Linked DNA regions of Gossypium hirsutum: region 2 is linked to region 1. Evidence: chromatin contacts called from public Hi-C data. All regions are on one chromosome and are shown on one strand. Each heading gives the region's core, a stretch centred on a gene start, on an enhancer-like site or on the middle of the called end of the contact. The rest is flanking DNA. Distances are from core to core; before and after follow the strand shown. Region 1 has its middle 13 kb from the start of LOC107921968. Region 2 holds the start of LOC107918136 (probable galactinol--sucrose galactosyltransferase 2).

The links. Hi-C and Micro-C count contacts between places; a contact is called where the count stands out from the background.
Region 2: a Hi-C map of leaf shows a contact between it and region 1, with 2.3 times the contacts expected there. The contact joins the promoter of LOC107918136 here to the enhancer-like site in region 1. A contact is called at or near these places in 16 of 34 Hi-C or Micro-C datasets (callus, cotyledon, fibers and 4 more).

Annotation. Positions count from the first base shown.
Region 1 is chrA01:40,824,201-40,831,064 of Gossypium_hirsutum_v2.1, forward strand. No RefSeq gene overlaps it. Among protein-coding and RNA genes, the nearest start is that of LOC107921968, 13 kb to the left of the region's middle. Within about 2 kb of position 2,386, at least 1 of the 9 cell types and tissues checked has an H3K27ac peak or open chromatin away from gene starts, as enhancers often do. A contact at or near this core is called in leaf, where this site is marked.
Region 2 is chrA01:40,909,276-40,916,028 of Gossypium_hirsutum_v2.1, forward strand. It overlaps LOC107918136 (probable galactinol--sucrose galactosyltransferase 2), which reads left to right and starts at 1,960. Exons shown (of 14, transcript XM_016847667.2): 1 at 1,960-2,190; 2 at 3,884-4,097; 3 at 4,826-5,061; 4 at 5,371-5,461; 5 at 5,675-5,723; 6 at 5,868-5,959; 7 at 6,072-6,179; 8 at 6,457-6,579. The coding sequence starts at 3,907.

The DNA.
Region 1 (6,864 bases), core at 1,136-3,635:
AGTGATAAAGTGAATAATTTCTCAAACTATTTGTAATATTTTTCGCCTTATGCTACTTATGTTCTTATTTATATTGTTTATATTTATATTTTATTTATTATTAATTTAGGGAATAGTTGGAAAAAATGAGCTTAAAATTTATTTTTGTCAAGTTTTTGCATATTCGACTTTCAACACAGTGCAGCGTCAATATTTTGTCTATAACTTGAATTACAAACCTCCATTTTGGGCCCATAATATATTAATTCAAAGGGAATTGAAATATCTAACTAAAATTATTTCATAACTCAAGCCCAAAAACATCAAGAAGGTGTCTAAAAATGGTGGAAGTTTGACGCGAAAATTGCCAAGAAACCAAGAAAATTTCTGCGGTATTTAATTAAGGACACTTTTGTATTTTATCCATTATACTATTTTTGTCCAACAAATAGACATTATTAGGTTAAAAAATGAGGGAATAAGACATAGCCATATTAATTTTAATTTATTCTTGCATTTTATTTTTTTTATGGGTTTCTAAACTATAAAGTTTTTGAGATCCAATTATTCTTAATCTTTTATTAATTTTTTAGTATTTTTCATGTCTTTTGCTTGAATTAAAATTGTGCAGGTTTGTTAAATATTCTATCAGCATTTATAGCTTAGAATGATTACATTGTCAATTAGAAATTTAATCAATTGACTGATTCTAAAATTTATGACAAATTGCGTAATTGTTAATGAGTGTGGGCATACGAATTAGCTTAAATAAATTATGATTGCATGCTTGTTTGTTAGAATTGGGTATATTTCGTTGTTAATGCTATTGATAGATTAAACCTTAAGCGATCGTTATAGGATTGTTTGTCAATTAGGGAAATAATTAATGGCAATTGTCTTGATTATCGAGAAGGTAAGAAAATACTAAGTTGTTAGTTGATCGCAGACAATTACAATCAATTTATTAAAGAACATTGAATATTATATTTTACATCAATGATCAAACCCTTAAATCAAACGGAGATTTTACTTTAACTAGAGTTTCATCGTATTAATTTTCTCTAAACTTTTAATTATCACTTTCTTTACTAAATTTTAAATTTAGTTTTCTCTTTAATTTTAAGTTTCTTTAAAAAAAACCTCCTTTTTATTTATTTTAATTAATGGAATAAAATTACTATTGATGTTTGTGGATTCAACCCTTCTCACTAATTACAATTATTTATTTATTTAAGTAGGCTTTATTTTTGTAAGCCCCGACGGCCTATCAAAATTTGACAACGTTGCTGAGGATTGATGTGAATATATATTTTTTTTTTTAGGTTTTGTTTATCTTTATGCCCCAATCTTCTCATATAGGTGACCTCGTGTACGATCCGAAGATTGAAAGAAGTGCAAGAAAATTAAGACGAGAAACTAGAATGAATCGAAACCCATTGTTTGCTGCAATTGAATCAGATAGCAACAGCTAGTCGTCATCTAGAAAAATCAAGATCAGTGAAATAAAAGGAGTTATGATTGATACTGGAACTTTATGAGAGTTAGCTGCACGAGAACTAAATCATCAATCATTTTACATTCAGCATCTTTTTGAACTGAAATATGGTTTAATTCCTACTTTTCATGGTTTTCAAACAAAGATCCTCAAGCACCTAAAGAAGTTCCATGTCATGTGCTCTACTATGAAACAGGCGTTACATTGAAAGCTTTTTCGTTTTCATTACAAAAGATTGACTCCTATATACCAAACTTTTCTTAAGACGAGCAAGGGTTTTCAAGCTTGGCCGGCTACCAACTCTTGGACATACTGTATATAGTCAGTTTTAGCTACATTGAAACTAGGAAAGCAATACTAAAAATGGCAAATCCAAGTTAAATGCATCGAACCCTTCAAATAGATATTCAATTTTTAAAAAATTACTACCGAATTTAATTTTTAATTCTTAATTTTAAAATTTAAAATTTAAAATTTTAAATTATAATATTTTTTAGAGAAGTGGACATTTTTATTGCAAATATATATATACTTAAAGAGTACTATTAGGTGAAATATTTTAATTTCACAAGTTGAAATTAAAAAAAGTCATTATATATCGTATTTATTTTTATTTTAAAAATACTAATTAAAAATAAATAATATTTTTTTAATTTTATTATGAAATTTTATATAACTATTATTCCAACCCAAACTATTTAAAAAAAAAGTTTTCAGCTATGAAATTAATTTCATTGTTGATAATTATAATATTATGATAGTGATTGGACGGTAGATCTTGGCTTTGTCTGATTATGTCAAAACAAAGAAGGTTGTGGCTTTTGCACATTCCATTTGGAATTGGATGAATGAATATAGTCAGTGCAGTGCATGACCAAATTGTGATGAAAAAGAAAAAGAATTGCTTATCCGTATTGCACACATGGAGTAATCAAATTGGACCACATTTTACATAACATAATCTACGCTTTCTCAATTTCCATATGCAAACAATTTTAATTTGCTTTCTAAATTTCAATCTTATTCATTGTTATTTAATTATACAGAAAATGACAAATTTAGGTAAAACTAACACATATTTATGGGTGTCAACTTATCTCATTAATGTTAGAATACTATATATACAATCTATTGTTTAATCATTTATTGATGATGAATGATTTTTATATCGATAATTGTTGAGATATTTCCCTTAAAGTTTTTACATTTTTTTTGTTATGGATACAAATTTAGCTTGATGTAATAAGAATTTAATATTTATGGGTATTGAGTTCAGGTCTTTTATAACACATTGAATTAGCCACCTATGGATATCAAGATCATGTTATTTTTAAGTTGTTGATCCATTTCCCCTTTCTTATAAGTTTTACAATTTATTAAATCAAAATTAATTTAAAAAAATTATCCCAAAATTCTCTCAAACATCTACAAACCTTAAGCCATTCAAAATACTATTCAAATTTCTACAAGTCACTTTTATCATGTTAGTGTTTTTTTTTTAGTCATAATTCATGAATTAGTGTTAGTAAAGTTGTCATTTGTTTTTTTGTCCATTATTATTGTGTTTAACAATTACTGACAATAAATTTAAAACTGTTTTTAATCAATGTTGTATTCTTATTATTGTCGCAATTATTGAATATGTTCTACAAGTGGTATAAGTTGTGTTATTATTTTTATTGTCATTGTAGTAAGTGTTAATTTTTTGTATTGGCTTAATTTACTATTTAACTTTTGAAGTGTACTTATTTTCTCATTTTGGTACCTAAATTTTTCATGACCCAATTTGATACTTAAAGTATGTATTTCTTATCTTCTTAGTCCATTTTGTAATGAACTTTAATAATAAAAAAATTGTAACACAACTTTGACAAAAAAAAATCACGTGACATGTTTTAGCCAATAAAAAAAAGTGACACATGACATTCTCTTATAAAATGTATAAATTTTATTTTATTAAATATATAAAGCTTAAGTTTCTAAAAACAATTGAAATAAAGATATAAAAATTCATAAAAATATCTATCTATAAAATCTAAAAAATATATAAATTACAAAAATTATACAAAGACATATTTTTTAACTCTACATCAAATTAGAATAATTGATATATATATTTTAAAAATAATTAAAAATTTGTTTAAATTCTTTTTCTTTTTGCTTTTTTTGACTTAAAAATATATATACTAAATTAAATTAACAAAATTTCTTTTTTTTTTCACGTCTTCTTTTTCTCTTCCCTCTTCCATTTTCTCTAGACCTGATCATGGGTTAAGTCATTCGTTCAGACCCAAATGCCCGCCTGTAAAATTAATAATTTTTTTAAACAAAATTAATGATTAATTCAAACCTTTGTTTAAAATTTAGAAAGAAGCATCATTGCCTGCTTTCATCAGTTGTCCCCATCGATACATTAATTTCTTAACCGTTTTATTAGTAAATATTCACTAAAAAATCATACCTATTTCTCATGTTAGTATTTAAAAACTCTTTTTAGGGAGCATTAATATAAATACTTACATTCATAGAATCAAATAAAATCCACACATGGCATAGAATCAAATCAATATAAAGCACAACGGACATATATACAAGAGAGAGAAGAATTGAATAAAACCCATACATGACATACACACAAGATAGGGAAGAACGGGATAAAACCCACACATAGCATATACACAAGATAGGAAAGAATTGGATAAAATCCATACATGACATACACACAAGATAGGGAAGAACTCGATAAAACTCACACATATCATACGTACAAGATGTGGAAGAACGGGATAAAATTCACACATTGCATACACATAAGATGGGATTAGGGACCCACACGTGCGTAGTTGCACATGGAAGGACCCAAACGTAGATACTCAGGGCCTCAGCTTTTGCCAACAATGCCAAGGCTTTATTGACATATTTAAAGCTTTTTTAAACTATCAGTTTTGTTTCAATTTACCCAAAAACAATATCAGGAAATAAAAACATGACACGTAGCGTGTTCTATTAGATATTGTACACCTTTTTATACAATGAAACAAAATTAATAATCTAAGTACCACTATTTGAAAGCTTTAAGAATCAATATGAGAGTGGTTTTGTCTTGTATAGAGTGGTGGTTAAAGTTTTTTTTATTAGATACCCATTTGGCTTGGATTCAAACTGCATTACCCCACCCCCACTCCTAATATTATATAAAAAAAAGTACCAATGTGAGAGTGGAAATATAGTTTAAATGTGAATTTGCTAATTTCTCAAAACAAAATGTGAATTTAATAATAAAACCTTATCTTAACTATAACTAGTATGATTCTCTCGCTTTGCGTTAGGTTGATTATTTATTTGTGTCAAATTATTGAGATCAAATTTGAAGTTTAAAATATATTATGATCCTACTTTTAGTTTCAAAATTTTAGACCCTCTACTTTTTGGATTTAAAAATTTAGATCCGATTGTTACCATGGTTAAAATTCTTCTATTAAATTCGCTGATATGACATTTTAAAATTTTAAAAAAATCACTTTGTAATTATGTAACAATAAAAATAATATTGAAAATGTTTTTATGAATTTTTTTCTCTTAAAAACATTTATTCGAATTCATCATAATAAATTTTTTTTGTTGAAATATTGTTCCTAAGTAAAATTAACATTGATAATTTTATTGAAACAATTAATAATATTAAATATTTAGACTAACTATTTTATTGAAATAGTTAATAATATTAAATATTTAGACTAACTAATGACATTATAAGAGTGGAAAGATCAAATTATATCAAAAAAAATAATGTATTAGATTAAATATCAAGTTTCAACATAATATATAGCTAAAACTGAAGTTTGACCATTGTCTTATAATGTCAAAAAAAAAATGTAACAAGGCAAACCTAAAAGAAATAGAAAGCTACATATCTATCTATAAGACCCTTAGGGCATTCAAGTTATATATAACCAAATAATATTTTAATAAATAAATTAATGATATTAATTATTTAGACTAATTAATAACAATATAAAAATACAAGAACCGAATTACATTAGAAATTAAAGTTTATCACTTGAATCTCAAATTTAAGCATAATAGAGAGATCTAAATAAAAATTTAATCATTTTGGTAAAATGACTAAAAGAGTATAAGGGAGCATAATTTGGGTGTGCCAAGTAAACAATATAAGAAAAAATAGGGATCAAATTATATAAATGCAAATATAAATATTAAATCTTAATTATAAGCATAATAGAGTGAGCAAAAATGATATTTATCAATTTCATATAATAAAAACCTCCACAATGTGAAGAAGGAAGGTAGATATAGGTTTAGTTACGTGCAACATTTAAGAATAGCATAGAATAGCATTTGTAGGTATCGATGAATAAATATTAACGGCACATTTGATTTATTGAAATAAAATAGAATTGTAATAAAATAATTATTTTAAAGCTGTGATAAAATTAAATAGGTATCATAATAATTTGTTTGAATGAAATGGAATGAGTATTACAATAGTACTTATGCGTTTGGTTGGAAGGAACAAATATGTAATAATAATAAAAAAATTACTCAAATGACAAATATGTCCTTTAATAAATTAAATTATTTGATTTGTTAGATGAATAATATTAAGGAATAGATAAACAATAAATATAAAATGATATTATTACCCTTAAACTAGATAAATATTATTTATTTTATTAATACATATTTTGTATATCTAAATTAATTAAATTTAATAATAAAATAAGAATATTATGATAAAAAATAGGGTAAACTACAAAAATAGACACTTTTGTTTGTTTCAGGTTACATTTAGTCACTTATGTTTGAAATGTTACGTTTTAGTCACTTATGTTATTATTTTGTTACGAAGTGATCACTCTCCCGTTAAGTTCCGTTATCTCCCTAATGGTAATCCTATGTGGCAGCCTAACTAGATTTTAAGTGCCAACTTGGATTTCCTAATGGGATGTGAATAGATTTTTTATTAAATAAATTTAATTAATTAAAAATTTTAAACCCTAAATCTTAGTTAAAAAACCGTTCATCTCCCTTTTTTTTAGTTTTCTTTTTCAATTGACTAAAAAAGCTATTTTCATCAAAATTTTGCATTCACCTACAAAACAAAAGAGGATTCAATGGAGAGTCTAGGTATGTCTTCTTCACCGACAAATTTATGTTCTAAAACTTAAAATGAAGTAGTTGTCGACGAATAAGAAGATGGTAATCGTTTTTGTTCCTAATCATTTTATTTTCCAATTCTTCACTTTCTTGAATAATTAGTGTCTCAATCCGATTTTTTTATCTAAATCGGCTTGTTTGTTCACATCCCTTTGTGGGTATCCCTTTTTTTAATCTGAAATTCTTTTAATTGTTAATATTTATATCAAGAA
Region 2 (6,753 bases), core at 710-3,209, 85 kb after region 1:
TTTGGCCTACAAACAACTCCTCACATTCAAGATTTATGGCCAATCGGCAGGCAGGTAATATATCGGGGTACTCCGAAAACTTAAATGTATACGCCACATTAGGATTTACGGTCGACATGTGGGCCCTAGGATCATTGTGCATGACAATGCCTCAACTTGGGTTCCTGGTTGAAGAAGCGTAAATAGTTCTATCATCATTCATGCCTTCACCGTCGATATCATCCGGGACCTCGTCTAAATCGGGATCACTATAATCTTCAGCCTCTTAATCAGAAGGACTATTATTATCACGTCCATCTTCACCATTTGCATCGGTCTCAATTACTGGCGAATGTATTTGTAAACGGAGACCTGGGTTAAGGTTCTCAAACACATATGGAGAATTAATATTGATGTCAAACATGCATATAGTCGTTCGCCTATCAACGGACGTTCTCGGAACCTCCATACACGGATCTTTAAACTTCATGTTCTTCACTTAATGAAGTGAAATCTTCACTTGGCTCTACATCAGCTAACTTAGCAAACAACTGAACCAATTCAGTGTGGCCACTCTGATTCTGGTAATAAAGTGCGACTATTGTCTCTATGTCTTCATTGTCTATAAATCCCATCAGTCTACAAATTCCATCTCGGTGAATTTGATGGGATTTGTCGAAACTGGGACTTTGTAGAATAGTTTCGAGATTCTCTTCCCACAATGTTTAATAATTTTTGAACTGATCCTTTCTTTCATATTATCAATCGACACATTTTTATTAAATCTCATAGCTATTTGTTGGTGAAATTCAAATATAAAACCAAATGTTGTTAAAATTACTCTATCGAAATAAACGCAAATTGATTATCCATCTTCAATATAAATATGTAAAAATATTTAAACATAATTAAATTTCTCAATATTTTTTTCAAAAACAAAACAAGATTCTACTATAAAAAATATAATAACAAAAATTAATCACTGTACAAACCTTACAAATCTTTCTGACTTCTCTTCTTTGTTTTCTCCTCTTCTACAAAAAAAATTTCCTTGTCTTTCTTCTTATTTGTTAGCTGCTACAACCATTCAACCAAACACAAAAAACACTAAAACAATTCAACAAATCAAAACACAAAAATTTTTACAACGCTTCATACAAATTACTATAACCGTTCAACTCAAATATATAAGGGTTTCGTGCCGCTTGACAACCTTCCTCCCCCAACTGGTGCCGGCTGTCACATGCCCTCCAAGCTTGGTGCCGCCAGTTTAGTACCCTTCACCCCTTTTTACCCGTATTTTGTTCAATAGTTTTTTCTGTATACTAATGTTGCCGTAGAACGTCTCTTCACAATTAAAAAATTATTTTTTAAAACATATCATGAGCTAAAGATGAATGTATTATAATTGAGCAGAAAAAAAGGGCGATGCTGCCACCCCTTTCAGTCCACCTCTTAGCATTGTTAATTTCACCCATTTTGGTAAATAATGTCACTGAGATATTATTTTAGTATTTAATTAGTTTTTAGTATTATCAAGGTAACCATTACTAGCATTAAATAAATAAATTATCCTTTGAATGATTGAATTGCTTAGTAAATTGAAAAAAAAATAGAAATAAATTAAAATATTAACAAAAACAAGTAACATACGGATCCACAAATATTCAGATTCATGTTTTAATAGAAATTACAAGCCCCTTTCATTTCCACCGCTGTTTAAATTTACAATTCAGAGATGCCTTCTGTCACTCAGTCACGGATTGCTCAGCAACAGTAAGCAATAAACCCTAACCCAAAATATCTAATATGTTTATTATTATTTTATTCATTAAAAAAAATTGTAGAACAAAAACAAAACGTTTCTAAAAGAATAGCAATAATAGAATATAAAATTCCACGTGGCAGTACACCAATGATCCCGTAATAGAAGTTGCTCGATATTTAACCCCCAGAAATTGTGGCTATAAAAACCCAGCTTCTTCACCCTCATTACTCGCATCCGTTGTCTGAAAGAGGAAAACAAAGCCATTTTTAGTGGTTTCGCTCTCTCTCCCTCTCTCTAGAGAAGAGGCATTCCCTTTGTCGGAGTGCGCTTCTGCTGAGTGTTTCTTTCGTTTTCTTTTGTTTTAAGTTTTGGAGTCAAGAGTGTTTCAAGCTTCTTAGTCCTATTGGCTGCTTAACGACCTAAGCTAGCCCCGCCGGATATAGGTGAGTTCATTTTGGGGTTCTCAGCCGTCAACTGTGAAATTAAATAGTGGTTTATGGTGGATTCTCTTTTTAGAGTAACATTTGTTTCCCTTTTGGATGACTTGTTGTTGGTTCCCTGGTGATGATGAAATGGGACGTGATTTGGATTTGGATTTTGGAGTTTCTATGATCTAAAATCTTTTGGAACTTTTTGTTTGTTAAATTTGAAAGTTTTATGGATTTGTTATTTAAATTGTATTTTACTTTATTTCATTTTTTTTAAGTCCTGTTTTTCCTCTCTGCGATTTGTTTCTGGTTTCGTGGTGATCATGATCATGAAATGAGACGTGCTTTGGAGTTTTTATGATCTGATTTTTTTTTAAATTTCCTGTTTGTTAATTCTGAGATTTTGATCGATTTATAAAGCTTCTGCTTTCCATGACTATGGATTATGGTATGGAGTAGATCTGCGCTTGACGAAGAACGTAATTATAACAATAAAATCTTATTTACGTAAGAGTTAAGATCACGACGATAAATCCCTCGAATTACATGGTTATGAATTATGATTTTGCTCTTACGGTGACAGATAATTTTTTTTAATAAATATCTGTTTAATTGAAAATTCATCGTCGTTTAAAATTTTGCCAACTTTTTATAATCCTCTGTTTAACTAAAAGAAGTTCGTGTTTTCTTTTTCACGTTTTTTCTTCTGCTGTATTAATCGTGAAGGTCTTTTAGATTATTGGACCTGCTTTTCTCGTGTATCCGTCCAAACTTGCTCTAACTCTAAGCATACACTTTTTCTTTTCTTTTCTTTTTTTCTTAGAAAAAAAAAATTTCTGAAAGTGAAAAATTAAGAATTTATTTATTTTTCTAATAAAAAGAGGAGCTTTGTTTATAGTCTGAACAGATCATTGTGGTCCGCCGGCGGCCTTCTCTTTTTCATATTTATTTTTTTCCGTTGATGATCTTCAAGTAAACCATCTGAAAGTTACTTGATTATAAAAGATAGTTCGTATATTCCTTCAAAAAAAAAAAAAACCAAAAAGTAGCTTACAATCCCAATTTAGCGACGAACTGTAGCTTAAATCACGGTAAATAAATAAATTTGAACAGTTGCTCTCTTTTTTCATTCATACCTTGACCATTCCAGATTTTTCTTCATGGACATAATATTTTATCCCAATAAACAAAAAAAAAAAACAGAGCTGGTTTTCTGTCTCGATAAATTAAAAATGCTTTTTAATATTTTACACAATTTTTTCTTTTTCAGAAATTTTTTTTCGTTCTTTATAAGTTTTGGGTGGGTTCAAAATTCCATGATTGTTCAGCGGATAGGTGAGAAAATGTTAAGCACAACATCAGTGAAGCAATTGGGGTGGTTTCTTCCTTCTGGAAAATCTCATGGCACTGGAAATGTTCCTTACAAAAGCCTAAACTTTCCAAGATATTTTAAACCCATTGGTCAAAATTTTAGACTCTACCCCTTACCCATTTTTATTTTGCTATATTCGTCTTCTGCAAATAGGTGGTCTTTAAATTTTTGTTTTTGTTATCTAGTATAATTCTTAATTGTTTTTATCGAAACTCTGTTTCTGAATTTAATGTAAACATCTTTTAACTTTTTGCCTTTTTTTTTTGTTCTTATATATATATATATATATCTGTTCCGTGAGTTGTCATTGATGTCGTTTGTTGTGTTGTCTGACAGTTATCAGGTGCTCATCATAAAAAATGACTGTCACGCCAGGAATTTCCATCAACGATGGGAACCTTGTGGTTCATGGGAAGACCATCCTCACTGGAATGCCTGGCAACATTGTTTTGACCCCAGGATCCGGTGTCGGGCTTGTTGCTGGTGCTTTTATAGGTGCTACTGCTTCGGATAGCAAAAGCCTTCATGTCTTTCCAATAGGTGTTTTAGAGTAAGCACATTCTCCTTTGAAAACTCTTTTATCCTCCAATTTTGACATTCATATACCTTCTTTTTCTTAACTAGAATTGATGTTATTTCATCATGTTCTGTTTGGTGATTGCATCATTGTGTGAGAATTTATTTATGGATTGGGAGTTTGAGATTTAGCAAATCAATGGATTTTCATTTTATAATTTCGTTGTTTCATTTAAAAAAAAAATTTAACAGATAGCATTAGCTATAAAGTACTATTAGTTGTCAAGAAAGAGATGGTTGGTTCCTATTTTTGTTTCTAACAGTATCAAGCTTCTTATGTTACTGATTGTTGCCTTAAGATTCTACACCATCCTTTTACTTTATTTTTTGAACGCGTTTGATCAGTTTACACCTTTAGAAAAAGGTTCATTTAGATTAATTTGTTTTCTAGTTAACTTGGAAAGAATCGGATTATATGACTTTGCAGTAAATAGGAGTCTAGACTTTAAGAACATTTCTTAAATGTTGATTCAAATATATTTATTAGCATACTTCATGCTTAAATCTATTTTAAATTACTTTTAATGTACATGTTCTTTGGATTATCCGAATGCTTTGCTTATTCCTAATTGTTAGCTGGGACTGTTGTTTTCCTGACATTTACTTGTGATACTTGAGGATTACAAAACCTGTAAGTTCTGGATGATTGTGGTGTGGAGTAGTACCCGAAGCCATGACTTGGTACTTATTTTTCTCTAACAGGGGCCTCCGGTTTATGTGCTGTTTCCGTTTCAAACTATGGTGGATGACTCAGAGAATGGGAACATGCGGGAAAGATGTCCCTTTGGAGACTCAATTCATGCTCGTAGAGAGCAAGGAAGAAGATGATCCTAATGCCCCAACGATCTACACTGTTTTCCTCCCTCTCCTTGAAGGCCAGTTCCGTGCTGTTCTTCAAGGCAATGACAAGAATGAGCTTGAAATATGCCTTGAGAGTGGTGAGTAGCTTATGGCACTCAAAAGCATGTGGCATTTTCTGTATATGTCTATCATTTAATTGCATAAGGCGAACCTTCAGCCCCATCTTTTTGGCCATTAATGAAGGAAGCAAACCATATGAAATCATCAATCATGGGGTGGAGTTGTCATTAGTGTGAACAACCACGGTGGAGAAACCATGAATGACCGCCATCCCAATAAATCAAGATTAATGGCATATGTAACATTTTTGCGAAGAAAATAAGTTGAAAAGGATGGAGTTCGAAAGAACCGAAACGACTTCTTTTCGGTGTGATTTGGTTTTGCAGGTGATAACACTGTTGAAACAAATCGAGGCCTTTACCTTGTCTACATGCATGCTGGGACCAATCCATTTGAAGTTATCAACCAGGCTGTAAAGTGAGTAGAGATGCTTTTTTCATGCAAAATTTTTTCTCTTTCTTTTGTCCTTAATACATAGTCATTGTTTTCTTTTTCCTTATGTTGTTATCAATATTTCTTTCTCTGGAAACTATTTATAAATTACAGTAATATATCAAAACTTATATTTGATTTCCTGAATGTATCTTGTTTCTTATGGTTTATTAATGAGCACTTTCATGAACCAATCAGGGCATTGGAGAAACACATGCAAACTTTCCTTCATCGAGAGAAGAAGAAGGTATGGTTACTTGCGAGAATGTTTACCTCACCTGCCAATTATTTTATTTTATAAAAAAATTAATTTACTTCTAATTAGGTTTGTGACAAAGCTAAGATTGTCTTTACGGATCTTTTCTAACATTTTTATGTTGGTTGTGAGTAGTTGCCTTCATTTCTTGATTGGTTTGGCTGGTGCACCTGGGATGCTTTCTACACTGATGTCACTGCAGAGGGTGTTAAGGAAGGCCTCAAAAGGTAGTAGAAAATTATGGCAATGTGAGCAATTGGTTAGCTATATAGATGGAAAGAAAATGCTATGATGGTAATAAGATGATCGTCACTATAATTCTTTTTCTTTTAATTGCAGTCTATCGGAGGGAGGGACTCCACCTCGATTTTTGATCGTAGATGATGGTTGGCAGCAGATTGAAAGTAAGCCCAAGGAGAGTGATTGTGTTGTACAAGAAGGGGCGCAGTAAGATCTCTCTCTCTCTCTCACACACACACACACCCCAAAACTCTGCTCAGGCTCTTGGAGTTTAGCTCAGTCTTAGTACTTAGTACTTTAATGCATGAGTGAATCAGATGGACTCAAACCAACCTACAGATGGCATTTTTTGTCTCCTTTTTCCATCGCATTTAAGCTCTTCCACCTTAATTTGATTATTTATTTTTCTATATGAATGTCTTGCACATTTAGCAATTTATTACTAAAGTTGGATATAGATATGATGCCCAATTATTTCTTGCAGGTTTGCGAGTAGGTTGACTGGGATTAAAGAGAATGCAAAGTTCAAAAAGAATGACCAAAACAATGAACAGATCTCTGGCCTAAAACATGTTGTAGACGAGGCCAAGCAGCGTCATAATGTGAAGTAAGCAGTCCATGTTATTCAGGTTCTTTGTGTTTATCAGTTGGTTGTGGTGCATTCTGATATGAACGCTCTTATGAGAGCAAAAAGACAATCATTTACATTATGATTAATTGACCAATTTTTATAGATCCTACTTTTTAGCCAACTTTAGGTTTTCTTATTACTAGCCACAGT